Linked DNA regions of Mus musculus: all the other regions are linked to region 4. The links are chromatin contacts, called in public Hi-C, HiChIP or PLAC-seq and promoter capture Hi-C maps. All regions are on one chromosome and are shown on one strand. The core of a region is the stretch at or near the end of the contact, and the rest is flanking DNA. Distances in the headings are between cores, read along the strand shown. Region 1 has its middle 15 kb from the start of Ddx47. Region 2 overlaps Lockd (lncRNA downstream of Cdkn1b). Region 3 holds the start of Dusp16 (dual specificity phosphatase 16). Region 4 holds the start of Etv6 (ets variant 6). Region 5 holds the start of Apold1 (apolipoprotein L domain containing 1). Region 6 overlaps Mansc1 (MANSC domain containing 1). Region 7 has its middle 31 kb from the start of Crebl2.

Region 1 (3,494 bases), core at 325-2,824, 990 kb before region 4:
AAAACTTGTCATGGTCTCTGCTCTCTTGACTCACTGAAAATCACAAGGAGAGCATTGGCTTGAAGGTGGCACTGGGTTTAATAGCCTGGACTGGCGAGTTTCTGAGATGTCAGGCAGCAAGGTAGAGTCACCAGAGGACTCATCTTCAGAGAATGGAGGGGAAAGAGCCAGTGTTCAAGGCTGGGAGGTAAAATAATATATATGTACACACACATATCTGTATATATATACTTTTTATAAATTTATAAAGATATATATAAAACACTTTGTCTCTGTTCTGTAACACACTCTCTCTCTCTCTCTCTCTCTCTCTCTCTCTCTCTCTCTCATCTCTATCTCTGGGGTGGTATGGTGTGTGTGGGTATAAGGGTATGTGTTTTGAACATGGGAAGGCTCACTCGTGTGTGTGTGTGTGTGTGTGTGTGTGTGTGTGTGTGTGTGTGTGTGTGTAGGCCAGAGGTCAACATCCAGTGTCTTCCTTGATTGCTCTTCCTATCATATGGGTCTCAAGGACCAAGCTCAGATAGTTAGGCTTGGCAGAAAGCTCCTTTACCCACTAAATCACCCCACAAGCCCACAACCATATTTTTTTGTTTTTGAGACAGAGTTTCTCATTGAACCTAGAGTTCACCAATTGACTACACTGACTGGCTAGAGAGTCCCAGATGTCCAGCCTCCCTTCCCAAGTGCTGTGATCACAGGCACAGGCCACCACACCAACTGTTCATGAGTTCCGGGGATCTGAACTCAGGCCCTCCTACTTGTACAGCAAGCACTTCAGCAGCTGAGACGTCTGTCCAGCCTCTCATTTTCTTTTTAATGCCAGGAATCAAACCCAGAGCCACGTGCATGTAAACACAGCCTTTGCCATTGAGCTATGCCCTCAGGCCCACAGCCCAATATTGCTGACCATCATGCCTGACTGCTGCTATCATTCTTTTGGATGGAGGACAAGTCCCCATCACTTTGGGCCAAAGACAAAAAGAATAAGTGACTCACTAGCTCCCTGGCACCAAGCCATGAGATAACATGGACAAGTGAAAGCTATGGACTGGCCTGGATGAGGGTACAGCAAAACAGAGGGATATATCGTGAAAGAGGATTCAAGACCCTGAACAACTTACTCTCATACACACTGTGCATTGGGAAGGAAATGCCTGTATTCCCAGGCTCCAGACTGGAGGGGGAGAACCAGGAGTTGGTGACCTATCAATACCTAGATAGGCAGGGGAGACTTTAGCACAAATGGAAAGCTAGCACAGATAGGGACCAGGGAACAGAGCAAGGCTGCATTTTATACAGCATTTAGTTCTCCCAGTCCTAGAGTCTGGGTAACCCAGAGATCCCTGCACACAAAAGGCAAGCTCTCTACCTGTGAGGAAACACCCCAGGCCTGGCCTGGCAGTCCTGTTAAAGACTATCACCCTTCAGATACCTATAGGTACTTCTCATACCTGCCCTGATTGCTACCCCTTAGTCACTGCAGGCCACACAAGAGTACACTGTGTGCCCTTTGATTCTGCACTGCACCCCAGTCACTGCTCACTAGTAACTATTTTTTCCCACAGAGGAAGTGAGGGCGAGCATTTCCCCCTTCTGCCATCTACCGGTGAAAACGAAGATGTTCTGTTATCCTCTCTTAATGGTTGCCCATTGGAAACTAAGTTGGCATCTGAAAGCTTATAGGCATAACACTCATTTGTTATGTGGAGCACATTTAAGGAAATGCAATACTGCCACCACTGGCTGATTCCTTTCGTTCAGTAAGTGCTTGTTGAGTGTATAATGTGAAATGCATACAAAAGACACACATACACATCATATAAGGACTGAGATTTGGAATCAAATTTGGTTTTGTTTTTTTGGTTTGTGTATGTGCTTTTGTTTGGGTCTTTTGACCTAAAATTTTTTTGCATCTATTTATCAGAGGTAGGGTGGAAACTATCACAGGATGTTAAGAGATTAAGAGGAAGTTCTGTGAGTCAGTTCTCTCATTATATGAGTCCTGGGGGGATCAATCTCAGGTCCTCAGGTTTAGTAGCAAGTGCCTTTACCTGCTGAGCCACCTCACTGGCTCTGTTTTCCAAAAGATGGGGTTTCCACGTAGCCCAGGCTGGCTCCAAACTACCTACGCAGCTGATGCTGGCCTTGAACTCCTGATCTTCCTGCTTCTTCCTCCTAAAATCTGAGATTACTGGTATCAGATGAACAGATGGCTGTAAGCAGACGAAAGCTCTACCATGGTTTGAGAATGGCCCCCAATGCATGGAGGTGTTTGGGAAGAATTAGGCGGCGTGTCCTTGTTGCAACAGGTGTGTCACTGGAGGTAAACTTGGAGGCTTCGAACGCCCATTCCAGGCCTAATCTCCTTCGTTCTGCCTCCTGTTTGTGGATCAGATCTAAGCACTTAGCTACTGCCATGTTCCCTAGCTTGATGATCATGGCATAATCCCGAAACTATAAGCAAGCCCCCAATAAATGCTTCCTTTTATATGATGTCTCCTCACAGCAACAAAGTCTCTAAGACAAGCTCCAGCGGTATCAACAGGTATGAGGGTCCTACAGACTGTGTGGCCTCCAGCTGAGCATGTTCTTGTCTTCAATCATGGCCCAGAGCTCTTGTCTACTTAGGTGTGACTGTTTGGCGATACTTCCCAGACCTCAAGTTTCTGCAGTTATTTTTAGCTGTAGTTTTAGTGCATTCTTGAGACAGGTGAGGCATAAAGAATGTAGGTGTGGGTCACCCTTGAATCTCCAGTGCTTGGGCTGAGTCTCTTGTCATTCCAGCCCAAGAGTGACTCACACCCTTTTATTATCTGCCCCAAGGCTAGGTTTCACCTCAAGAACTCTGGATTAGAATTGCCACAGCCTAGTCTCTAATTTCTTTTTTGAGGACATGCCTTCTTCATGCTTTGTCACCTGCTTCTGATAAGGTGGATTCCTTCATTTGCTGTAACCAACACCACTGCCCTCTGGTTCTTTCTGGTCCCATTTCCCAGAGCTGAGGCACTTGGCAACTGGCATCAGATGTAGGGGATAGATAGCTCAGAGACAGGAAGCTACTTGGAAAGCTCTCTGGCTCTCATCCAGACATCTGTGAAGAGTCAGGCAAATTCTGGGGTGTTTGTTGCATTTTTATAAGACCAAGAATAATAAAATGATCTAGTTGAGTCTTGGACCCTCAGAGTAACAACTGAGCTACACCTCCAAGCCTGGCACAACGGGTTATGTATATGGACGTACTAGTTCTCCTGTGTGCACCTGTGTGTTCATGTATATGTAGAAGCCAGAGGTCAACGTCTGGCGTCTTCCTCAACCACTCTTTAAATCTCTCCAAAATTATGCATATATCTCAGCTCCATGAACCACTGCTTAGCAGAAGTTCAGGCTGGAACACTCCCCAGATTTTTATTGAGCCCTCAGACACGTCCCCAATCCAATTTTAATTTGCTTCTGAAGTTCTTCACAGGGAGACAATGTTACCCATCAGCTGT
Region 2 (3,903 bases), core at 74-2,573, 910 kb before region 4:
AACAAGGAGGAGGAGGAGGAAGACAACAAGGGAAAAAAAAGAAAATGTCTTCTAAAAAAATAAATAAAAATTAATTTTTTTTAAAGAGGCTTTGAGCTGGGTAGCACATACCTTTGATCCAAGCACTCAGAAGGCAGAGGCAGGTGGATCTCCAACTTAGAGATTTGCCTGGTCTACAGAGTGAGTTCCAGGACAGCCAAGGCTACACAGAGAAACCCTGTTGGGGGTTGGGGGTTTGGACCCAGGTCCCAGCACCCACATGGCAACTAACAGCCCTGGGTCAGTCCAGCTCCAAAGGAATCTGATGGCCTTTTCTGGTCCCCATGGACACTGCACACATATGGTGCATGTACAAACAGTGGCCAGAGCACTCACCCACATAAAAATATAAATAAATCTTTTGAGAAAAAAATTCAAGGTGTTCCTGTGCTAAGGAGCTCCAGGTTCAGTAGAAAACTGTCTCAAAAAATGTGTAAGAGAAGCCGGGCAGTGGTGGCGCACGCCTTTAATCCCCGGACTCGGGAGGCAGAGGCAGGTGGATTTCTGAGTTTGAGGCCAGCCTGGTCTACAGAGTGAGTTCCAGGACAGCCAGGGCTACACAGAGAAACCCTGTCTTAAAAAAAAAAAAACCAAACAACAACAACAAAAAATGTGTGAGAGATTGAGGGAGACAGCCAGTTTCAGCCTCTTAGAAACACACACACATAATACATAATATGCACATATTTAATAATATGCATGCATACATACAGAAACACACATAATATATATGCATACACACATACAAACACATACGTACATAATATATAAAAATATGTATTCCATATTTGTTTACTTATTTATTTGGTATGGGCACACGTGAGTGCACACACATGCTACAGCCAAGCATGTGGATGTCAGAGGGCAGTTTGAAGCAGTCAGGGCTCTCCCTCCACCATGTGGGTGGGGTCCAGGAATTAAGCTCTAGTTGTCAGGCTCTGTGACAGCCGCTTTACCCACTGAGCAATCTCTGTAGCCACTTTTTAGGGTTTTTTTTTGGAGACAAGGTCTCATGTAGCCTAGGCTGACCTTGAACCTCTGATCCTCCTGCCCCACTTCCAGCATGCTCAGGGCATTCTAGAATTTATTTTTTTCTACCTAACACCAATAGCATTAAGCGCTGTATCGTGTGTTTGGTTTCCTAGGCACGTAAGGGAGGCATAAATACCATCCCCATTAACTGGAGGATGCCTTAACAAACCACAGAAAACTGAACCTCTTCCATCTTCTTACCACGTGAGATCTTACTGGTAACATTATCCCCAAACTTGTATTCCTTGATCTTTCGCAGCTGGCACACCAGAGAATGCCTCCTGCGAGACTAGCTCTTCCGTGACTTACTCAAGAGCACTGTGCACTGGGGAAAATCATTTTACATTTCCATTACCCGACCAGTCTTTAGTTACCACCCTGTACTTGGCTGACCTGAGCTGGATCACAGAATATTGGGTACACGAGGTCACTCGCCCAATCTTTCTATTTACAGATGAGAGAATTCTAATTTGTAATTTCCTGCAGGGACTTTAGACAAGATGACTTATAGGTTCCTTCTGGCCACAGTCCCAGGATTCCTATTTCCTTGCTGGCATCAATGCATTCCACTGACACAGCTCAGGTTATTTTCCAAGAAAGCTAAGTTCCTAATTCATGGCCACAAACTACATACTCACAGGAGTCGAGGAAAGCAATAGTCCCTTCGTGCGGGATGAGCAGTGAATATCTAGGCTCTCATTAGAAAAGGAAGACCATGTGACGATGTTACCTGATGGCTTAGGAAAGCCAAAAGTGGCTTCATTTTGCAGCCACGCTGAGGTCAGGCTGTTATCTCCGACATGACTAGTGTATTGTGCTCATAATAGTCTGCTGGAGGAGATGGACAGGAATGTAATTACTACAGAGAATTAGGCAAGTGTTCTAAAGGCCAAACACTAGGAAGGGGCCTCAGTACTTCAGTTTTATGCCCTGGTGGTTCGAGATCTTGAACAATGGTGTTTAGCTGAGCAAAGATGTAGGAAGAAAAATCTAAAATCCTTCTCTGGGCCAAACTGTGTCAGCAATAAATAAAATACTACAAAAAAAAATTACCAAACACCAGGGACCTTAAAAAAGAAAAATCTATCACCAAGATTGAGGTATGATGGCACACTCCTTTAATCCCAGTACTGGGGAGGTAGAGGAACTTGGGGGTAGAGGTAGGAGGGATCAGGAGTTCAAGACCATCCATGGCTTTGTGGCCAGTTTGAAGCTAGTGTGTACTATTCGAGACTTTCATAGTTAATGCTGTCAATCTGAGAGCCATTGATAGCTCAGAGAGATAATACACTAGTCGCCAAGCTCCTGAGTTTGACCCCGGGACCCACTCGAAGGAGAGAACTGACTCCTGAAAGTTGGCCTCTGACCTCTCTGTGCACACAAATAAATGCTTAAAAATTATACATAAATCTGAGAATAATCATGCATGCCTTTAATCTCAATACTCGGGAGACAGAGGTAAACGGATCTCTGTAAGTTCAAGGCTATCTTAGTCTACATAGAGAGTTCCTGGACAGCCAGAGACATGTAGAAAGAGATTTTGTCTAGATAGATAGATATCTAGATAGATAGATAAATAGATAGGTAGAATTTGTATATACATGCACACATATATACACTGTCAATTAGACAAGATCTAGAATTACTTTGTCATGGTTTGTTTCCTGTTGCTGTGATAAAATACCCTACCTAAAGCAACTGGGAAGAGAAATGGGTTTATTTTTAGCTCACAGTGCCAAGCTATAAACATTCATAGAAGGGAAGTCACAAAGGCAAGAGCCTGAGTCTGCTGGCCACAGTTCACCCACAGTCAGGAACAGACAACGATGAAGGCTTGTGCACCAGTGCTCAGCTCAATTTCTTTACTCTTATGAGGCCCATGATCTTCTGCCTAGAGAATTGTGCCTTGTCTTCCCACACCAATTAACATATAAAACAATTACCCAGAGGCATGCCCAGTGGCCCATCTCCCAGGAGGTTCTAGAGTCTGCCAAGTTGACTATTAAGAGGAACAATTGCGCACCTAAGAGATACTCTGTCTCTGGGCACAGCTGTGATAGTTACAAGACTGAGTTCATTGAAATGAGAAGAGCCACCTGTTATGTAACAATTTACACCAAGATTGAAACATTCCATCTAGCAGGGAAGCTCTTTAAGCAGGGAGATAAACAACTCAAAAAAACTTCAGGAAGTCCCTGAAACTGACAAAATTCACTGTGCCCCTCCCTGCCAGAATAAGCAATAAAAACTGAGATTCCCTCTCAGAAAAGCTCAGCTGAACTACAAAGACTCTCAGGCAAGCAAAACTTCAAGGAATCCTCTGAGACTAGACCAGCTACTTAGAAGAAGCAGAAACTAACAGAGCTGTCTGGAAGAGGTTTAGACCAATGAGGCAACTCGAAAGGACATTCTCCAACCTAGTGAGCTGCCTGCAAGCTATGCGGTGAGCTCCAGGTTCCCAGCTTTGTGAGGTGTCACCTGTAGTGGCTTCAGTGACACAGCTGTCTTTCAGTCATTTCTGCTCCTGTAAGTAACTCCTCACCCATATTCCTATAGGTGACCCCAATAAAACTCACCAAGTTGGACTTCGGTGGTATCTGTAATTTGGTCTGTTACCAGCTTCCTATGTGGGGTGAGTAGATGTGTGTGCTGCATTTCCCCTGGAAAAGTTTTGTCACACAACACAATCTTAAATGTGAGTGACACTAGCTTCATGGAGGACCTGAGTCCCAGATTAAGCAAAAAGGAAAAAGTGAGCTGAACACCATTATTCATCTTCCTCTCTGTGTTCCTGACTACAAAGGCAATATCACCTGCTGCCTCATGTTCCTG
Region 3 (3,521 bases), core at 207-2,706, 760 kb before region 4:
TTCACCTCAACATACTGCTTGAAGGCCGGAATCCTTACTTCAGTACCCTGCAGATGGCGTGTGTTGAGGGGTACAGGAATCTGGTTCTTGGGCCAGTCCACTCGAAGTGTGCTTTTCTGTCATTGATCTCATCTTTGTTATGTGATATCCACGTGAGTCCTTTTTAGTAGAAGCTTCAAGCTCAGATGCTCAAAGAACACTGGAATAAAGCTTCGATTGTCCTATTCAGTTGCTGAGAGTGGTTGTCGCCACCTCAGGTCTCTCATTTTCCTAAGTAGGTAGTGTCTCAAAACAAAGCTACTTTGAAAAGAAGGGAGAAAAAAGCAAAAGCAAAAGCAAACCAAAACAAACAAAAAACCCAAACCCATGAAAGACTTGGAGTTAAAGTAGGCTCAAGTAGGTCTTGCATCTCTTGAAAGCAAGTGAACTCTGGTTTGACTTAAAGATGATGCTGTACTACCGATGTCGAGAATACTTACTTAATGTGTAAGGGCGTTTTGATTTCATGTTTGTGTGTGCGCCCCATGTGTGCTCGGTGCCCATGGAGGTCAGCGGAGGGCATCAGATCCCCTGGAACTGGAGTTACAGATGGTTCTGGGCTGCCATGTGGGTGCTGGGAATCGAGCCGTCAGTGCTCCTAACAACCCTAAAATACCTTTAACGTCTTATTACATTTTATTTGTGTGTGTGTATTACATTTTATTTATTTATTTGTGTGTGTGTGTGTGTGTAGCGGGGTGGGGAACAGCATGTGGACTGAGGACAACTTTCAAAGGCGGTTCTCTCCACCGCATGGACCCTTTACTTGTTGAGCCATCTCGAGGGCACGCAGAAAAGATTCTTTTAGAAAAAATAATTCTTGGCTGCGTTTGCCCGCACTCGTGTAGTAGGGTCTTTCAAGGACGAAGACATAGGTGAAGATATGTTTGATATCACCGGTGCAGTTTTCCTTCAAGTACCTGTAACTTCCCTCTCAAGAGAAAAGCCCCGGATTTGGGATTCCGGGACCTTCTTACAAAATGATTGACTGCAGCACTCTCAGATCGCCTTGCTTTCCTTCCCCTAGAGTGGGGGCATTGGAGCAGCCGCCTCCGTCGGAGGAGAGACCCCAGCGCGGGCAGGAGGCGGGCGGGCCACAGACCCAGGCTCCCGGGCCGCGAACCCGGAGCGCCGAGGCGCCGCTCGGTCGGCCCGGTACGCGACCCGAGCCCGCCTCCCGGAGGCTCCGGAGGCTCCGGCTCGCGGGGACGAGCGCCGAGGGGCGGGCGATGCGCGGCCTGGGCCGGAGACCCCGCCCCCCCACCCCGCCCCCCGCCCCGCCCTCGCCCGTCTCCTCCTTTCCCCCCCGGGCTCCGCTGAGTTCATTCACTGGGATTGGTTTCAAGTGACGCCATCTCTTTATTTTTAAACCGATGACCTCATCCGCGCTTGAAGTTTCCTGACCAGCGACTCTTTCTCTCTCCCCAACCCCCACACTACCCCCCCTGGTCCCCTCCTGCGGGCATCACCGTTTGGGGGGGCTCTCATCCCGTTTCCAACCATTTACCCTCCCCCTCTCGCTTTTCCCGCGCGGACCCCCAACTTTACCTCAACTTCTTCATCCCTGTCGACATTTTTTTTTCCCTCTTTCGGGGGGCGGTGGAAGAGAAAGTGAAGAAAAGTTGCAAACGCCCGGGCTCTCGCTAAGCTCTCCGCCCACCCTTCAGAGGAGAAGCCCCGGCGGCGAGGAGGACGCGCGAGCGACGGCTGGGCGACGCGGTGACAACGCTCGCTCCCCTCCGCGAGCCTGGAGCCGGCGGCCCCTCAAGTAAGTGTTCGCGGCGGGCCGCGGGCCGGCTGGGAGGCGCGTCCGCTCCTCGTGCCGGCCGCCGCGCGCTCTCCCCGGCCGGGGGCCGGCGGGCCACGGCGGCCCGGAGCGGCGACGGCGGCGGCGGGGGGTGTGTAGGCCGCGCTGGGGGTCGGCCCGAGCCGCGGGGGCGCCCCGGCCTCGCCGCGCCGAGCGGGCGAGCGGGCGAGCGGGCGAACGAGCCCCGGGCCGCGGGTCGCCGGCACCTGGGCGGGCGAAGCTGCTCACTTCCAGACTGTTACACAACACGCCTGCCAAGTGGGGCCCTGACTGTTTCCATAATCCCAAATTCACCTTGTGTGTGTGCAGGCAGCCAGCGAGGCCACCTGGGGAGCGACCGTGTCGCTTCCTTAAACAAGGAAAAAAAAAAAAAAACCCACCCCCAAAACTCAACTTTCATTCCGGGGCTCCCGTCACGGTGTTGGAGGAAAACGGTCCGCCGGTGACTCCTTTATTTACAGTAGCTGTAAAATGTGAGACATGAAAACGGGGAAACAACGGACGGTGTGTGTGTGTGTGTGTGTGTGTGTACGGTGTAGTTTCACGTGGAAAAAAAAAAACCCTAAGGAGGACATACATGCAAACTCTTTAAGAGCGACGGGTTGTTTCCTACAGAAAGCTGATAATACACTTGGGGAAAGTACAAGGAGATCTTAAAATGAATGGCTTGTGCAAAATTGGAAAGAACTTTTCTTAAACGCCTGTTGCAAAGATCCTTGGTGTTTTGAAGTCCTGTGTGTCTCAGATTGTTTGGAGAACGCACACCTCTAATCAGCCCATGATTAGAGAGGAAAAACCTGTTGCATAATCTCATTTGCTGTGGGGTTGGCTGTGCCGTCCCCTGAACCAAGGGGAAGTGAGTTAGGATGAGGGTTTTTAAACCTCTGAGGTTTTTATTTACACAGTGCGCTGGGTGCCACTTTGCTTTTAAAGATTGTAAGTAAATACTCTGCTCTTACAAGCGAATCAAACCTATCGAACCTGCTGGGAAAATGACCAGGTATGTGTTCTCTCCTGCTCACGTTATCTCTCTCTCTCTGAAATAGATTCTCAGGGGGAATAAGCCTCTTTGGCCACTCTGTGGAGCTTGATAGTACATACAGTTAACAACTACTTCCTCAAAAAGCCTACACTTTTTCATCTCCCTTAAAGAAAAGACCTTTAAAGGTAAATTTCAGAAGAAGGGGAAAAAAGCTTAACAATTGAGACAATTCAAATATTAGCGAGCACACTGTGGGAGGCTGTAATTCAGATTTATAGAATTCTCTATTGGGTGAAGACCAGTCGCTTGGAGAAGTAAATTGAAAACTGAAGTGTCTGTGGCTTTGTGTATTCTAGTCAAAATGTGACCAGGCACTGCAAAAGGGTTTTGTCTTTATGTAAAAAATAAAACTGTGGAACTTATTGTGTTTAAAGACATTGTGGAATGTTGATATTTTCATAACATTTACCATCTTATGGACAAATTCAGAACTTCAGCTTGAATTATTAGTTTTAAGGTGTAAGATTTTGTGTTTATCAGAGTTCCAAATGGGGAGAAAATTCGAAGTAAGTTTATTTTGCATTTTAGTAAGTGGTGAATAAGCTGATGTTTAGAAAGTATAAACTGTTGATAATGATAGTTACAATTTTTTGTTTTATTTTACTCTCTGGTATCTTAGCAACTCAAGTGAAA
Region 4 (3,744 bases), core at 858-3,357:
TAATTTATATTGCAAAGGAAAAAGTATCTCAGTATCCTAAATTCTTCAGGGAAGCACTCCCCGCTGCTCCAAAGCCTACCCCAGATATTCACCAACACAAAAGACCAAAAAGTTCTTCTGGGCTCTCCTGTGAGGCACAAAACAGAGACACCAATGCACCTTCGAAGTCCTCGGCAGCCTGACTTCGAACCCATGACCGTCATTCCTGATAAGAAACACCAAGGTCTGATTCTAATTATGAAAAACTAGTTAAGGCAGTGACAAAATACCTTTCCCTCCCATAGATCCTAGATGAACCGCTGTCACCGCCCCAGAGAAGAAAACAGGCTAGTTGCCCATTGTTTCCCCAACATCCATGCAAGGGGCACATATTAAATAGGCCAAACCATTAGAAAACTTGAGAAACTTCAGCCCTGCCCATTGAGCAGAACAGCTTGCCTCCTGGTGACTGGCAGAACCTTGAAATAAACGCAGCATGGGAAAAATAACTGAGGTAGACAGTCAAACCATCCTGCCTCCCAATGGTGGCAAACTTCACAACAACTTTTTAAAAGCAACTAACTACAGCACCTCAGCCTATATAGACAGACTGTGTATATACATGCACATGCGACTACCTGGAGGCAAAGGCTGTTTGCAAATATCCCTCTTGAACTTAGAGCAGGTCAGGGAGCTCCAAGACTGCAGCTTTTCCACACCAGCTTGGACTGTCAGAGAAGGTCATTTTGCTTAGCTACTTCTTTTCCACCCTTCATCACAGGAGTTTTCTACTTTCAGATTGCTCAACTTTCATATGCACTAGCGTAAAACAACTATTCAGCAACTTTATTCACCTTGGTTTAATTTTTTTTTTCATTGTGCAATGCCCAGGAAAAGCTGACACCAAGACTGTCTTAGGACTTGCAATCACAATCAGAAGAGAAGAGAGGGTAAAATTCTTGTGTGATAGAACGGGGGGGGGGGGGGGAGGAGGGGCGTAAAGAGAGAGAGAGAGAGAGAGAGAGAGAGAGAGAGAGAGAGCATCCTAGTGGAGCCCCTAGAACTTTTTCCCTAGAGACCACCCCTTGGGAACAAAAGTTACAATTCAGTCTCACGTTATGCGTAGGAATAAAGAGAAAGGGTTTTTCTTTTTCCTTTCTTATTTTTAAGCGCACTAATTACGGAGGTGCTCTACAGATCTGAAGACAACCCGGGTTCCTCCTACCAATTGAGAGCGGCATTACATTGTCAAAAAGAAAGGGAGTGGGGCTCTCTTTCTCTCTTGTCCTCTTGGGCTATTACCTTCCCCCTACCTTCCCTATTCCCTTCCCTCTCTCTCCACGTGTTCATGGCCTGCCTCTACTTCTCTACTCTCTCCCTCTCTCTGCTTTTTTCTGCCACAACTACCCTCTTGACTCCCCTCCCCTTGCCCTAAATAAACTCTATTCTATACTATTAAAAAAAGGAAAGAAAGAAAGGGAGTGGGGGGGGGAGGCAGGAGCCCAAGAGGATCTCGGCGGAGAGGGGTGCAGCAAGGTTACACTAAAGGGTACAGCGCGGCCGCGAGCTGCATCTCCTTTTCCCTCGCGCCCCAAATAATTCCCCGCCAGCCTAGCAACTGCACCAGCAGCCCCGGGGTAAGGGGGTTCCGATCGCCCAGCGGAGGAAGGAGGGGAATCCGATCGTTACCTTAATGCTAGACTGAGCAGGAGTCTCAGACATGTCTCACAGCGAAAGGGATCAGGAAGTTCTCAGTTTTTTTCCACTTTCCTTTCCTCTCCCCAACCCAGAAACGCTCGGCGGGGCAGCGGGATGCGGTCGTTTAAGAAGTTTCTTGCAGCATCGCTGGCGGCGGCCGCCCGAGGGGGAGGGGGGGCTCTTCTCAACGCGCGGATTGGGCGCGAGGTGCGGGGGCGTAGGAGCCGGCGAGCACGGCGTGGGGTGTGCGGGTCGCGGCGCGGCGACCCGGGCGCAGCAGGCCGGCCTGGCGTGTCTCCTCCCACCCGCGGCCGGCGCGCCCGCCCTCCCGCGGCGCTCGCTCGCTCGCTCTCTCGCTCCCTCGCTCCCTCCCTCCCTCTCTCTTTCTCGAATGTTTTCCTTCCTGGAAGAGAGAAACTGAAAGGCAGAACTGAGAAAGCTCTCTGCTCATTGATCTTGAGAGTTTCAGGGCAGAAACTGACGTGAATTCCCAGCACCCGGCTCTGCCTCTTAAAGGAGCCACCAGGAAATAAAAGCTCGGGTTACCGCGGGCCGCGGAGAAATCAAAAGGCGTGCGGGGGAGGGGCGCGGGATGCCCACTGGGCCGCCCCGAGGCGGAGGACGCCTTTGGGGAACCTTGCAGCGTGGCCCAAGGACCAGCAAGCCTGGTTCATCTCTCTCCCGACTCCCCTGGCTGCGCCTCAGGAGGACCTGGGCCACGCACAGTAGGGGCTTTTCTGTGCACTCCCAGAGGCGCAAATGCAGCCTGGGGACCGCAGTCTAGGAAGGGGCTTTCCGGGAAGGACGCGGCGCCGCAGGAGGAAGCGAGACAATGGCCTTTGTTCTGCGCGGCGACCGCGGCCGCTTTAAGAGAATCCACCAGGAAATGGGAGCTCGGGTTACAGGCTGCGCACGGGGAAGTGCAGGGCGCGACGCTGGAGACAAAGCCGCGCGGTCGCGCTCCGGCGCAGGGACGCGGCGAGCGGGGGTGCTCCCCGCGACGGGGGCGCCCCACGGCCTGACCTCCCGCCTTCCCCGATTCGAAATCCCCCGGCCATTTAAAGCCACAGCGGCCGCTACCAACCGACGTAGGTGACTGGACTACAAAGTTGACAGGGCGCGTTCCAGCAGATCTTAGCCCTCCCCTGGGCCGCTCCTCGGGCTCGGTCATTGGCGGAGGGGACAGCCCGGGGTCCTGCAGAGGAGGGGCTGCCAGAATCCTGGGGCTGAGGCGCTAGCCTTGAGCACCAGCGTTCCGATCACTCTATTTTTATTGCTATTTATAATCTCTTAAAATGCCCACCGCAGAAGATGGTGTTTAAATTCTAACCCTCTAGTCTATACAGGTTTAATATGTGGATATATAACGAAGAGCTTGATGCACTTCCATTTTGTGCTTTGACGGTAAAATAAACACAAATGTATGCGTGTATGAATGCATTATACTCATCTTCCCTGCTGAGGGTTTCCCAGACTCACCTCTGTATTCCCACCTCTGTAGTTTCTTGGGAAGGAGGCGTGGGGGTGGGAGGAAGCAGTATTGTTTTGAAGTAAAATCTCTCAATGTAACCCTGACTGTCCTGGAACTCTTTCAGGCTGGCCTGGAACTAGTTCTGCCTCTGATCTTTCTTATGTATTTATTTATTTCCTGCACACTTTTCAGCGTCGTAAAAACGTGCTCAGACTTTCATAAACAGAACTTCTGTTCATACATACTCATATTAGGACACTCTAAATGAAATTTTCCAAGAGTCAGGCTGGGAACGCACCCCGTTGCTGATAACAGTAATGTTCTTGGAGGGAACCTCCAAGGTACCACAACCCGTTTTGTCATCTAGTAGCCATATTCACCAAAAGAACTTAGTCTTGTTTATGCTAGGTCCCAACCGGACTGCATTTACCCATTCTTATCTCTCACGAGTACCTACCTTTGCTCCCGTGTTCTTGAAGCTTTTTTGCTGTTGTTTCTTACTGGGAATTTTCGTTGTGTTCCTGTGGTTGTGTTTGTTTTGAGACAGGGTCTGACAATGTGGATGAGACTAGCCTTGAAGCCTGGTCTATCTGCCT
Region 5 (3,460 bases), core at 809-3,308, 950 kb before region 4:
GGAGGCGTCCCTCCCGCTCTGCAGCAGCTGGCGGTCCCTGCGTCCCTGCCACTGACAGAAGAACTCCAGGCAGCTCAGAAGCTCGCGCATCTGGTCCTGGCAGGTGGCGGCGATCTCCTGCACCCTCCGCACCTCCCGGGAATTGCAGAAGATCAGAGAGAGGTCGGACGTGATGGTGACTGCCCCTCCGGCGGTGGCCACCCCTAAGCCCACGGCCGACGCCACGAGCGAGGCTCCCAGGGTGACCGGGCTGAGTGACAACCCCACGATGGCTGCCAGGGCACCAGCGGCGCTCAGAGAGCTGCCCGCCACGTTGGCCGCCAGGGAGCGCCTGCGTAGCCGCTCCAGCCTCCGGGCCACTTCGCGCAGGCGCAGCACTTGGCTGTGCAGCCGGCCACGGCGGTCCAGCAGCAATCCTTGGAAGCGCCGCAGCGCATCGGCGCCCTGCGGCTCCCAGGCCGCCCGCTTCTCCATGCCCTGTGAGGGACATAGACGCACAGTTAGCCCGAGTTTCCGCACCCGTTGCTGCCCTAGGCTAGAGCTGCCCGGTGCACTCTCTAGAGAGTCCTCAAATAATTAATAGACTTTATGCTGGGCGTGTTGCCTTAATGGTAGATCACTTACCTAGCGTTCAACCCTCAGACTCAATCCACAAGGCTGCCGAAATGAATACACGAATAAATAAACCACTCAGGACTGGGAACAGGGAGGTAGGTTACTACTGGGTTATGGGTCAAGTTTCCAAAGGCTCTGGAGCCTGGGACAAGTCACACAAGTTCCCAGAACCCGTTAACTGTGCGTTCCAACAGAGATTATGCTGTCTTCTGCTTTCCTTCCAGGGAACAAAATCTATGGACACCATCCACAGATTTAAATAAAGGTTTAAACGGGAAGGTGGAGACTATTAGAAAGCTGCTCCAGGTAAATGCTCTGAAAACAGAGACTTTGCTCTGTTTTCAAAATGACACTTGGGCTGAGGATGCAGCTCAGGGGTAGAGCCATTGTCTGGTGTGACACCCTATTCTATTCCCCAACTCCTGACAAACAAGGACCAATAAAAAGAAGAGAACACCTTAAAAGTAGCAAACCGTGCATGTAACGTAACAAAAACTTTTCATTATGTGGAGACTTGTGTCCTAGGGACTCAAGGTACTTGCCCCCCCCATTCTCATTATATCATTATATTCTCTCTCTCTCTCTCTCTCTCTCTCTCTCTCTCTCTCTCTCTCCTTCTCTCAATGTCCCTGTCCCTCTCTCTAATCCTAGCACTTGGGAGGCAGAGGCAGGATCATTGAGAGTTCAAGGCCAACCTGGTCTAAATACTGAGTTCTAGGCCATCCAAGGCTACATAACAAGAATTTGTCTCAAGGTAAAAAAGAAAAGGTGCTAGCTAGCAGCTCACTGGAGGCTTCCTTGGGTCCAGATGGACTGAAGCCAATAAAAGGTGACTAAGGGAGAAAGCTGAATGTACCAGGTTCATCTGTAAAAGGCCATCTGTCCTGGTAATGAGGGAGCCCCATTTTCATACACACTGTACTCTCCACCAGTCAGAACTTCTTAAAGGCACCAAATAAGTCACTGAAAGAGCATGTCGGACCTGAACGAGCAGGGCAGAAGTTATTTAATTTTTTATCTTTCTCCATTTGTTTTTGTTGTTTTTAAAGACAGGCTGTTACATAGTCCAAGTTGACCTCAAACCCCCGATTCTCCGGCCTCCACCTCCTGAGTTCTAGAATTCCAGGCTTGCATCGGCATGCACAGCCAGAACTCATTGTCCTCGGTTAAGATGAAGGCCTTTAGAGACCGGCTACCAACAGCTGATGTTTCTCAGTGCCCCCAGAAGAACACTGGTCTCCTGACTCATAGGTCCTACAGCTCCTGGTTGACCTCCATGATCTAGCTGACCAGTAAGAAGTTTTCAGGTAACAAGAAGGTTGGGAAAAAGTCACTCCAAATACATGACGCCTCGAGAGTTGACCCCGATATCACCAATCCCATTGCAGACACATCCCTCGGACTCCCCACTTACCCTTCACTCTGGCCTCCAGGAAGAAAAGTGGGAGACTGTTTCTGGACGAGCATACTTTATAGCTCCCAGGAGCCAATGACGGCTCTGGGAAAGCCTTGTCTCATTCTGAGAAGCTGCTGTTTCCTGCCCTGACCCCTGCTGCCTTCGGCCAGGATATGACATGTTGGAAAAAGAGACGCTGGCAAAGCACGTCCCGTATTTAGGAAATGAATATTGTGTGTTCGCTTTCCCCTCCAAACGCAGGAAGAGAACCACAGGCTCTTCCCCAACTTGAAACAAGTGCTGTCATCTCCCAGTGGGGATACCCTGCCTTTCCTCTCCTGAGAATAGCTACTGACGCCATCGGGGGAGGCTTTCCCACATGCCCCAGGCTGCCCAATTATAGTGTTTCTTTGAGAGGACTCCATCAGAAAATCATTTTTAAAAAGAAATAGGAGGGACCGGAAAACTTAATTATGATCGATACAGCCACTCATGGTCCTTTTCAAAGAGCTTTGTGGGGATGTAAGTAGCTGAAGCATGTGACCCATTAAGGGAGGGCAGCCAGCACCAAGGAGCGCCTAAAATTCAAGACCACGCCCACAGGAAGTGCTGCGTGCAGTTTAGGGCATCTCCAGCTGTGGAGAAGACACAGGAGGTCTCAAAAAGGGCACACTGCGGGGCCAAGTGCGTCAGAAAAATCACTGGGGTCAAGCTGCACACCGAGCTAATTATACACTTTCCATGGCAGCGGGGAGATGATGGCTTCCGGGGTTTTCATATGAAGCGAGGACTGTAGCTTGCATCATGGTTAAATGAGTGGATTCTAGCTACAGGTTCCCCAGCAGGGTCTGAAAAACAGTTATCTATTACAGAGCGTGCAGGCGGGGAAATGAATGTAGCTTCTTTCTGTGCCTTTACCCAGACCAGATGGCGATGCACCCCATAGCTATCCCTGAAGCAGTTAGGGTGGGGGTGGGGGGAGGGGAGAAGCTGAAGCTTAGTTGGGAAACCCAGTCTCACCAAAGGACCCCTGACACCATCGTCAAAGGCCAAACTGGTTTTCACCTAAATGATTCATGTCTCCAGCTGGAGGTGCAGTAGACTAGCACGCGGAGGCCCTGGATTCTAACACTGGCACCCAGAAACCCATCACTGTGGCCCACCCCTGTAATTCCAGCACCAGGAAGTAAAAGCTTGAGGGTTAGACATTCAAGGTCAGCTTCGGATTCATAGCTAGTTGGAATCCAGCCTGGGCTACGTGAGACCCTGTTCCCAAAACGAAACAAAAGTCCCCCTTATTCATTTGGAGTCTCTTGCATCTGTTCAGTGCGGTCTCACTATGGAGTTCTGGCTAGCCTAGAACTCATTAAGTAGATCAGACTGGCATTGAACTTGCCTCTTGCTCTGCCCCATTTGGAAAGTTTCAACAGCTCTATCATTGTAGAACAC
Region 6 (3,858 bases), core at 618-3,117, 580 kb before region 4:
GTTGATTGTTAATATTCTATTTATTCACTTAGTCAATAAATAAAGAATGTTATTTAGCATTTCCTTTGCCTCGGCACACTTTCTATATCCCAGGGATGAAGTGCTGAACATAAAAACCACAGTTCTAGTTTCTCAAGCTGACTTTTGGGGGAGCTGAGATGGTAGTCATAACACACGCTCGAGAAGAATGTGGAGGAGTCACAAGTGATGTGCAGGGTTAAGATAACCCCACAGAATAATTGCCAAGGTGGCCCCCTAAATTAGGTGATCGGTGAGGGTGTAACCCCTAGATTGAGATCTGGAAAGCCAGGGGCCAGATCTGAGGAGACAGAGAAGATCTCCCAGGACCATGATCCTTAGGTGGAATGGGTCTGGAATGTCTGAAGAGCAGACGTTCATTCTGAGCCCAAGAGGCGTAGTAAGCCATACAGAGTGTGTGGTGTGAGGAGGTAGGGAGTCCAGGTCACTCGTGCGTTTGACATCCAGAAGAGGAGGTAGGTTTTATTGTATATGGAGAAGGGAAATGCTGAGGGAAGTTTTGGGGTAGCCATGCTCCATGGTGTCTTTTAAAAAAATTCCTGTTACTATGTATGTGTGTGTGCGTGTGTGTGTGTGTGTGTGTGTGTGTGTGTGTGTGTGCACATGACCTGGCATGTGTGGAGGACAGAGAGAGCCTTATGGACTTGGACTTCTCTTTCCGCCTCTGTGTGCATTCTGGGTATCTTGCTCAGATCTCAGGTTGCCAGGTTTGCCATGTAGTCTAGCCTGGTCTTGACCTCAGAGAGCTCTGCCTACCTCTGTCTCTAGAGTGTTGAGACTCAGGCTGTGTGCTTCCAGTATGTCTTTAAGGAGACTTCTTAGAGCCCACCGGTGTCTCCTTTTAGAACTACTCTGAGGCCACAGGAGGTAGGAAAATGGAAAAACTGGTTCCTTGGGAAGTAAGATATAGGCAGAAGATGTCCAGGGAGATTAAAGGAGATAGAAGGAGGTAAGATTCCAAGGCTTGCTGGTAGCCAGGAAAATGGACACAAGGAGGCTGAGGTTTAGTTTTTGAATAGCACATCTGACAGGTGGGGCCACCATTTGCGAACTGGCTGATCTGAAGGACAGTAATGTTAGAGTCAGGAAGTAGAATAGAGTAAAGTGTTCCCCTTCTTGCCTGTTAAATTGAGGTACTTTGTGGGATGAACTGTCTGGAGCACCTGGGTGTGTGCTTTGTCTCCTGAGTGGGGGAGAAGGGATGCCTGAATTTTGTTCCAGAACCAGGGAAATCCAGTGTGCCAAACACTTCCTGAAATGGGTGCACAGAGCACAGATTGTTTGAATGATCTGCCATGGTGATATAAATTACAATTGAAGATTAACTTTCCCAATTTCCATAATATTTCTGTAGAGTTGATGGATTTATAGTGTATGAAAGAAGAAATACAAGATAAAGCTGCTGGCCAGTGGAGATGAGAGGAAAGGGAAGTGGGTCTGTGTAGGAACTTTGTAAGGATAAGAATAAGAAGGTAGATCTGGAATCAAGCTGTTCTGCTGGCAGCCACCAGGGGGCATCATGAGCACAGAGCAGGTTGAAGGATGGGTGGTTCTTGGCAGTGACACCCGATCCTGGTCACATGCGGAGGACAGTGTATTCATTCCTACAGGATGTATACAAGTTATGTTCTTAATTCAATTTATAAATCTATCGCGTTTGCGGGTTGAGTTCTTCCACTGATCATAAATTATCCTGTTTGAACTGAACTGAAATGTAAATATCTGTTCGGTGGTTTGTTTCTGAAGGAATTTTATTTCCTGTAACCAGCTGACTAATATTTACAGACTGACACTTTGAAAGATGACAGTGGACTCTGCTCGGGCTATAAACGCACTGCAGCTTCGCATTCATCTGTCTTTAATAGTTTTGCAATATATCTTTCTACCAAGCTCTGTAAGAATGGGAGAATTCAGAAATCCAATAAATTGGAAATCTATTTGCTTAGCTGGTTTCCAAGCAATAGCCTCTGGTTCTTTTTTTTTTTTTTTTTTTTTTTTTTTTAACTCAGCAAAATCCCTTGAAAAACGAAACTCTAAAGACGTTTAAGGCCCAGGGCTGTTTCCCAAGCCCCAGAGAGAAGCCCCGCCCAGTGCAAACAGCAGTGGGCGAGGTGGGAGGAGCAGGTGTGAAGGGTTCTGTGAGGTTCTAGGCTTTTTGCCAACATTTGTATCTTATCAGACCGGACTGGTGCTTGCTTTTTATTACAGCTGAGGTCACAGGTCTGAGAAAGCAAACAGCTGTTTCGGTCGTTCTTGTCAATGGATATAGCTAACTTACAGTATCAAACAGACCTCAGGTCAGTTAGCTAAATGGTCTTGCGCTCTCTCTCTCTCTCTCGTTTTTTATTTTAGAATAATATTTAAGTGTTTTATTATAACACTTTATTTATTTAGTGTGTGAGTGTGCAGAGCTGTGCTCACCATAGTGATAGTGATAGTGTAGAGGTCAGAGGACAACTTGTGGGAGTCCGTTCTCTCCTATCAGATCGGTCCAGGGGACTGAACTCAGGCCTTTCAGGCCAGGCTTGGCAGCCCTGCTGGGCCATCTAGCTGATGCCCCTCCCCCCTTTTAAAAATGAAACATGTTGAGGTATATTTGTTTCTTTTGTGTGCATCCTCCCTGGGGCCCATACATACTATAAGCTACACTCCCAGCCCTGAGTCCTCATTCTTACTAAATACCTTATGATACAGATGGTATGAATGTGACATCACCTGTAGTAGTTACACACACACATATACACATATATGAAGATACACACACATATGAAGTTACACACACACATATATACACATATATGAAGTTACACACACATATATACATATATATGTTGAGAAAGAGGAAAAAGGAATTGTCAGAGGAAAAAGGAAGCTCAAATATCCAGATTTTTGTGGGGGGGGGAAGTGAAGTGGTTTGAGACAGTCTATGTAAACCAGGCTGGCCTTGAACTCATTATGTAGCTGAGGGTGACTGTAAGTAAATTCTTGACCCTTCTACTTCCCAAGTGCTGGTATTAATGGCATCACTACAACACCCAGCCCCTACTTCCATTTTAGAATAGAGCGAGGTAGCCTAGAGCATATGTCGGGCAGCTTTTCTGTCTTGATGTCAAATAGTTCTTAGGTTTTGGAGGCCTGGGTTGAAGCGCTCTGGCTGTGTGCAACCAGTTATATCTATTCACCATTGACCTTTATTGTATAAAAGCTGCCATGGTGACCATATCAATAAATGAACACATTGGGCACCAGTAAAACTTGATTGAAGAGCAGTAACATTCAAGGAGTGTACGATTTTCACATGTCCAAAGTTGGTTATTTTCAGCCATTGAAAAATGTAAACTTCAGTCACAGCTTGCAGGGCACACGGAGGTAGATAGCAGGCTGGACTTGGCCACTGATGTCAAACCCTGTCCTAGATGAATGAAGTGATTCTTGTAAAGGTTCTTGTAGCCTGGTGGGACGATACACGTCAATAATGCCAGCAGGGTTGGGGCATGCAGATCTGGGGCTCAAGATGAGCCTTAATCCCAGCACTTGGGAGGCAGAGGCAGGCAGATTTCTGAGTTTGAGGCCAGCCTGGTCTACAGAGTGAGTTCCAGGACAGCCAGGGCTACACAGAGAAACCCTGTCTCGAAAAACCAAAAAACAATCAAACAAACAAACAAACAAGAGTAGCCTGAGCTATCTGAGACTGTCTCAAACAAATGAAATAGGGCCAGCAAGATGGCTCAGTGGGTAAAGGCTCCAGCAGCCAGGCCTGATGACCTGAGTTTGAGTCTCAGGACCCACGTGGTACAAGGAGAGAACAAGCTTCTACGA
Region 7 (3,795 bases), core at 914-3,413, 820 kb before region 4:
GCTACAATCTGGTAGGTTCTGGACTTTTCCCAAGTGTGGACATGTCAAGAAGTGCTATCTATTCTTTCGCAGAAGCCTCTTTTAAGAGGGTTTTTGGAGTCCAGTGAGATGATTCAGTGTTTAAGGGTGCTTGACACTGAGCCTGGCTCCTGAGTTTGGTCCCCTAAACCCACAAGGTGGAAGGAGAAAACAGATTCCCATCGTTTGAACTCTGATCTCTATGCATGCTGTGGCGCGCGCGCGTGTGTGTGTGTGTGTGTGTGTGTGTGTGTGTCTATTATAACCCTTATCTAAACCCATGTCTATAACCCCAGCATGTGGGAGGTACAGACAAGAGAGTTAGGAATTCAAGGCCAGGATTGGCTACAGGAGTGTGTGGGAAAACAAAAACCAAACCAAACCAAGTCAAAACAAAGGTATTGCTTTAGTGACTGACTCCATCAGCTCTGAGTTATACAGTAGACGTTACAGAGTTTGGATTGCCTTCATACTTGAAGGACGTGGGATTTTAGCTCCCCAGGGTGACCAAACGCAGGCTGAGGAGGCAGACCTGGAGGTCGGAGGACATCATGTGGTTTGGAGCATGCAACAGTCGACATGGCCTTCCAGCACTTTACTAACCAAAGCGTAGATGCAGAAGACTGATGCTCCTTTAGGGAAACGTTCCAGAGACGCTGCAGTAAGGTGGATACTGTTCTTTTATGTAGTCATGGCAACCTGGCTCTGGTTCCCATCTCTAAACCCAGCACTGGATAGGTGGCCACAGGAGATCCCTGGAACCTGATGGCGGGAAACCAGTGATTTCCAGGCTCATTGAGAAAAGAAAGTGCAGAAGATTGACAAGGGTCTGATGACAGCCTTCCCTGCTCTGTGCTTCAAGTTGGCCTGTACCCACCCCCTGTTTAATGAATTCCTGTCTCATTTGTTAGGTTCGCTCTCTCCCTCCTTTTGAGAAGAGTCTATCACAGTCCCTCGAACCCTGCTCAGGGTGACTTTGAACTTCTGATCTGCCACCTCCTGCGTGCTGGGATTGCAGGTGTTCACACCCTGTCTGTGTGGTGCCGGGGACGTTTGAGCTGGTGTCTGCCAGACAAGCACTCTACCCATCGAGTTCAGCGCCTGGCCCGTTTCCGCATTTGTCCTCAAGACGCTCCCATGATGTCCCGCTCCGGGAGGCTTTAGAGTTTTCAAAGACTTTTTTTTTTCCATACTAGGCAGAGTTCCTGATCTCTCTGGTTGAAAAGCTCATGTTCTCATAGTTTTGTCCTTTTTGGCTGGGAATACTAAACGACGAGGGTCACTCTAACAAGGCCCGGGGCATTCTCCACTTGCATCTCCTCCCAGGCCTCACAGACGAGCCATGACGTGAAGGGATGTTTGCTGTGTCTTTCTGATATTCCTTTCTCTTCCCGTGGCTCTTGGGTTTGGCTGCTCCAGCTTGAACAGCACGTTTGTATCAGTATTTTTGCTCTTCTTTGTTTTGTTTGGTTATTTTAAGACAAGATCTCTCTCTATAGCCCTGTCTGGTCCAGAACTATGTATTGATCTTCTTGTGTTTTTTGAGTTGGCATCTCATATAGACCTGGTTGGCCCCAAACTTGTGATGTTGCTAAGAATGAACCTTCTACCTTTAGCTAAAAGTGGGCGGGACAAGTTTAATGAGGATCATTTCCTGTTTGTTGCTGTAGTCCCAGTAGGGGTGCTCTGGCTGTGGACCTGGGTGGTCTGTCCTGGCCTTCAGACTCAGTTCAGAGTCATTGGTCCCAGAGTCTTGAAAGTGCTTGCCAGGAAGAGGTTGCTGAGGGACACGAGACCGGACTGGGCTTTTCCCGTTCAGATCTTTATCCAACAGAATAGTCTGCTAGGCACAGCTCACTGCCTAACTCCAGCCCAGCCCAGCACAGCCCAGCACAGCCCAGCCATGCTTGGGACCCTGTAACAAGCAAGTAGTAGATTAGTTGAGTTTGTGGTGACCCCAGGATTAAGAATTCAACTGAAGGCTGGGTATAGTAGCATAGCCCTTTAATCCCAGCACTCAAAGAAACAAGGCATGTCGATCTCAGTTCCAGGACAGCCTGGTTTACAAATCGAGCTCCAGGCCAGCCAGAACTGCATAGTGAAACCCTGTTTAAATAAAGATAGAAAAGAAAAATAAACACAGCTGATCTTCTGCCTCATGGTTCCTAGAGTGGGACAGGGCTGCAACAGTTTCAGTCACAGCTACAATGTGTCCTGTGCCATAATCTGACTTTCTGGACAGCTCCGTGCTGTTTACAGTCTGAGTTCCTTCAGCCAGTTCTTCACCCTCTATACTCTGTGTCTCAGATGTACTGTTCTGAGCTGTATTGACCCCCATTTTGGCCATTTCCAGGGGTGCATCGGAGCCTGACTGTCCATGGTCTGTAGCATTCACCTATATCCACAGAGTACACACACCTATACCCCTGCTGAATAACTACCAAACTGATGTCACTGAACAGGGAGAAGAGGCACACTTACTTGGGTTAAAGCAAGCTGTAAAATGCCATTATTTTGCATACTTTTCACACAGGCACCCCTAGTGAGTTGAGGAATATAAAAAGGTGTGCCGATTGAGTAAGTTCTAGGCAGGCCTAGGCAACGGGAATGGTTCAATGAGCAGATGGTAGGAGGTTTTCTTCCATGAGGGCTTCTTAAGGGGGAACTGGATCTGGAGATCAGGCCCATCAGACACTTTAACTGAGTGACTTTGTGCAGTGCACACTCAGCAAAACTTTACATGACAGTCCAGACAGATTAATGACCACTTGTAATCAAGTAAGACAGAGAGTAAATAAGTGGTTCTTAAAATGAACCTAACTAATTGAAGGCTATTATTGCCACAAAGAGCCTCCAATTATACCAACTCAAAGGATAAGTATAACAATATATAGAAACCACCTGGGAATATCCTAATACTGCATTTTGATATGAGCTCATTAAATCTTTTTTTAAGATTTATTTATTATATGTAAGCACACTGTAGCTGTCTTCAGACACTTCAGAAGAGGGTGTTAGATCTCATTACAGATGGTTGCAAGCCACCATGTGGTTCCTAGGACTTGAACTCAGGACCTTCGGAAGAGCCGTCTGCGCTCTTAACCACCGAGCCATCTCACCAGCCCCAAACACTTCTATTTTTGATAACTTAAATCCTTACATACTGTGAATATTTTTATTTTCAGATTTATTTAGTTTGTCTATGGGTGTGGTCAAAAGACAGTTTGGGGGAGGGGGCTTTCCCTTCTGCTGTATGTGTGGGTTCTAGGGATCAACTCAGGTTGTCAGTGTGGTGGCAAGCGCCTTTACCTGCTGACCATCTTGCCAAGCCAATCCCGTGTTATTTAACAGGCAGGTTTTCATACCCCTGTGACTCAGAAAATGGACTAAGGACCCGCCCCATACATTTAAATAAGAAAGGATCATGTGTCTGTGTGCTTGCCTTAGTGAACGCCTATGCAACACCTATGTGCAGGGGCTCATGGGATCTCCTGCAACTGTAGTTAGTTACCTGGGTGCTGGGAACTGAACCTGGGTCTTCTACAAGAGCAGTAAGCAGTCTTCAGCACACTTGACCGTGGAAGCAGAGGTTAGCCCACCACTCTAGTTCTCCCCGTTCTACCATGTGGGGCCTGAAGTCAGGCTGTCCGGCTCTAGCGGCTGTAGGTGTACACAGTTACCCCAGTGCTGTCAAACAGGCAACTGAACGTTATTTTGGTGAAGATACTTTATTTTTCATAAAAATATAATTGTACAATTCTTTTCTGAGGAAAAAAA

Evidence for each region. Promoter capture Hi-C pulls out the DNA fragments that hold promoters and counts their contacts. A called contact is a pair of places that touch in the nucleus more often than the background predicts. HiChIP or PLAC-seq counts read pairs in DNA pulled down with a chosen protein or histone mark. Capture Hi-C pulls out chosen DNA fragments and counts their contacts.
Region 1: a FOXA1 HiChIP or PLAC-seq map of pancreatic cancer cells shows a contact between it and region 4. The contact joins the enhancer-like site here to the promoter of Etv6 in region 4. A contact is called at or near these places in 3 of 39 promoter capture datasets (the 3T3-L1 cell line, the HPC-7 cell line and neutrophils) and 4 of 115 datasets of contacts at active chromatin or transcription factors (acute myeloid leukemia, extraembryonic endoderm stem cells, large pre-B cells and 1 more).
Region 2: a contact with region 4 is called in a promoter capture Hi-C map of liver, with 2.9 times the contacts expected there. The contact joins the enhancer-like site here to the promoter of Etv6 in region 4. A contact is called at or near these places in 4 of 39 promoter capture datasets (the 3T3-L1 cell line, cranial neural crest, liver and 1 more), 1 of 484 Hi-C or Micro-C datasets (myeloid progenitors) and 6 of 115 datasets of contacts at active chromatin or transcription factors (bone marrow-derived macrophages, embryonic stem cells, extraembryonic endoderm stem cells and 3 more).
Region 3: a contact with region 4 is called in a Hi-C map of CD8 T cells, with 2.9 times the contacts expected there. The contact joins the promoter of Dusp16 here to the promoter of Etv6 in region 4. A contact is called at or near these places in 10 of 39 promoter capture datasets (the C10 cell line, the HPC-7 cell line, cranial neural crest and 6 more), 6 of 484 Hi-C or Micro-C datasets (B cells, CD8 T cells, LSK cells and 3 more), 9 of 115 datasets of contacts at active chromatin or transcription factors (the 230-238 cell line, astrocytes, embryonic stem cells and 6 more) and 2 of 9 other capture datasets (adipose tissue and liver).
Region 5: a promoter capture Hi-C map of liver shows a contact between it and region 4, with 3 times the contacts expected there. The contact joins the promoter of Apold1 here to the promoter of Etv6 in region 4. A contact is called at or near these places in 2 of 39 promoter capture datasets (the 3T3-L1 cell line and pre-B cells), 2 of 115 datasets of contacts at active chromatin or transcription factors (pancreatic cancer cells and regulatory T cell precursor) and 1 of 9 other capture datasets (liver).
Region 6: a promoter capture Hi-C map of liver shows a contact between it and region 4, with 4 times the contacts expected there. The contact joins the enhancer-like site here to the promoter of Etv6 in region 4. A contact is called at or near these places in 9 of 39 promoter capture datasets (the 3T3-L1 cell line, the C10 cell line, the HPC-7 cell line and 6 more), 1 of 15 datasets of contacts at CTCF or cohesin (the NIH/3T3 cell line), 9 of 484 Hi-C or Micro-C datasets (the G1E-ER4 cell line, cerebellum, cerebral cortex and 5 more), 19 of 115 datasets of contacts at active chromatin or transcription factors (the 230-238 cell line, the NIH/3T3 cell line, acute myeloid leukemia and 14 more) and 1 of 9 other capture datasets (embryonic stem cells).
Region 7: a contact with region 4 is called in a promoter capture Hi-C map of liver, with 4 times the contacts expected there. The contact joins the enhancer-like site here to the promoter of Etv6 in region 4. A contact is called at or near these places in 3 of 39 promoter capture datasets (cranial neural crest, liver and pre-B cells) and 7 of 115 datasets of contacts at active chromatin or transcription factors (T-cell acute lymphoblastic leukemia, astrocytes, bone marrow-derived macrophages and 4 more).

The regions. Positions count from the first base shown.
Region 1 is chr6:135,024,496-135,027,989 of GRCm38.p6, reverse strand. No RefSeq gene overlaps it. Among named protein-coding and RNA genes, the nearest start is that of Ddx47, 15 kb to the right of the region's middle. Within about 2 kb of position 1,574, at least 69 of the 459 cell types and tissues checked have an H3K27ac peak or open chromatin away from gene starts, as enhancers often do. A contact at or near this core is called in pancreatic cancer cells, where this site is marked.
Region 2 is chr6:134,941,636-134,945,538 of GRCm38.p6, reverse strand. All of the region lies in intron 1 of Lockd (lncRNA downstream of Cdkn1b), which reads right to left. Among named protein-coding and RNA genes, the nearest start is that of Lockd, 14 kb to the right of the region's middle. Within about 2 kb of position 1,323, at least 25 of the 459 cell types and tissues checked have an H3K27ac peak or open chromatin away from gene starts, as enhancers often do.
Region 3 is chr6:134,790,563-134,794,083 of GRCm38.p6, reverse strand. It overlaps Dusp16 (dual specificity phosphatase 16), which reads left to right and starts at 1,456. Exons shown (of 7, transcript NM_130447.3): 1 at 1,456-1,807. It overlaps 1700055D16Rik (RIKEN cDNA 1700055D16 gene), which reads right to left and starts at 1,724. Exons shown (of 2, transcript NR_151454.1): 1 at 1,588-1,724.
Region 4 is chr6:134,034,063-134,037,806 of GRCm38.p6, reverse strand. It overlaps Etv6 (ets variant 6), which reads right to left and starts at 2,107. Exons shown (of 8, transcript NM_007961.4): 1 at 1,669-2,107. The coding sequence starts at 1,701. It overlaps Gm46977, which reads left to right and starts at 2,495. Exons shown (of 4, transcript XR_001785383.2): 1 at 2,495-2,765.
Region 5 is chr6:134,980,599-134,984,058 of GRCm38.p6, reverse strand. Apold1 (apolipoprotein L domain containing 1) reads right to left here and starts at 2,058. Exons shown (of 2, transcript NM_001109914.1): 1 at 2,030-2,058; 2 at 1-477. The coding sequence starts at 474. It overlaps Gm36428 (a long non-coding RNA gene), which reads left to right and starts at 414. Exons shown (of 3, transcript XR_003956531.1): 1 at 414-921; 2 at 1,665-1,922; 3 at 2,004-2,161.
Region 6 is chr6:134,613,185-134,617,042 of GRCm38.p6, reverse strand. All of the region lies in intron 3 of Mansc1 (MANSC domain containing 1), which reads left to right. Among named protein-coding and RNA genes, the nearest start is that of Gm38910, 7.1 kb to the right of the region's middle. Within about 2 kb of position 1,867, at least 70 of the 459 cell types and tissues checked have an H3K27ac peak or open chromatin away from gene starts, as enhancers often do. A contact at or near this core is called in the G1E-ER4 cell line, bone marrow-derived macrophages, liver and 2 more, where this site is marked.
Region 7 is chr6:134,858,864-134,862,658 of GRCm38.p6, reverse strand. It overlaps a transcript of Crebl2 not described here. Among named protein-coding and RNA genes, the nearest start is that of Crebl2, 31 kb to the right of the region's middle. Within about 2 kb of position 2,163, at least 10 of the 459 cell types and tissues checked have an H3K27ac peak or open chromatin away from gene starts, as enhancers often do. A contact at or near this core is called in embryonic stem cells and liver, where this site is marked.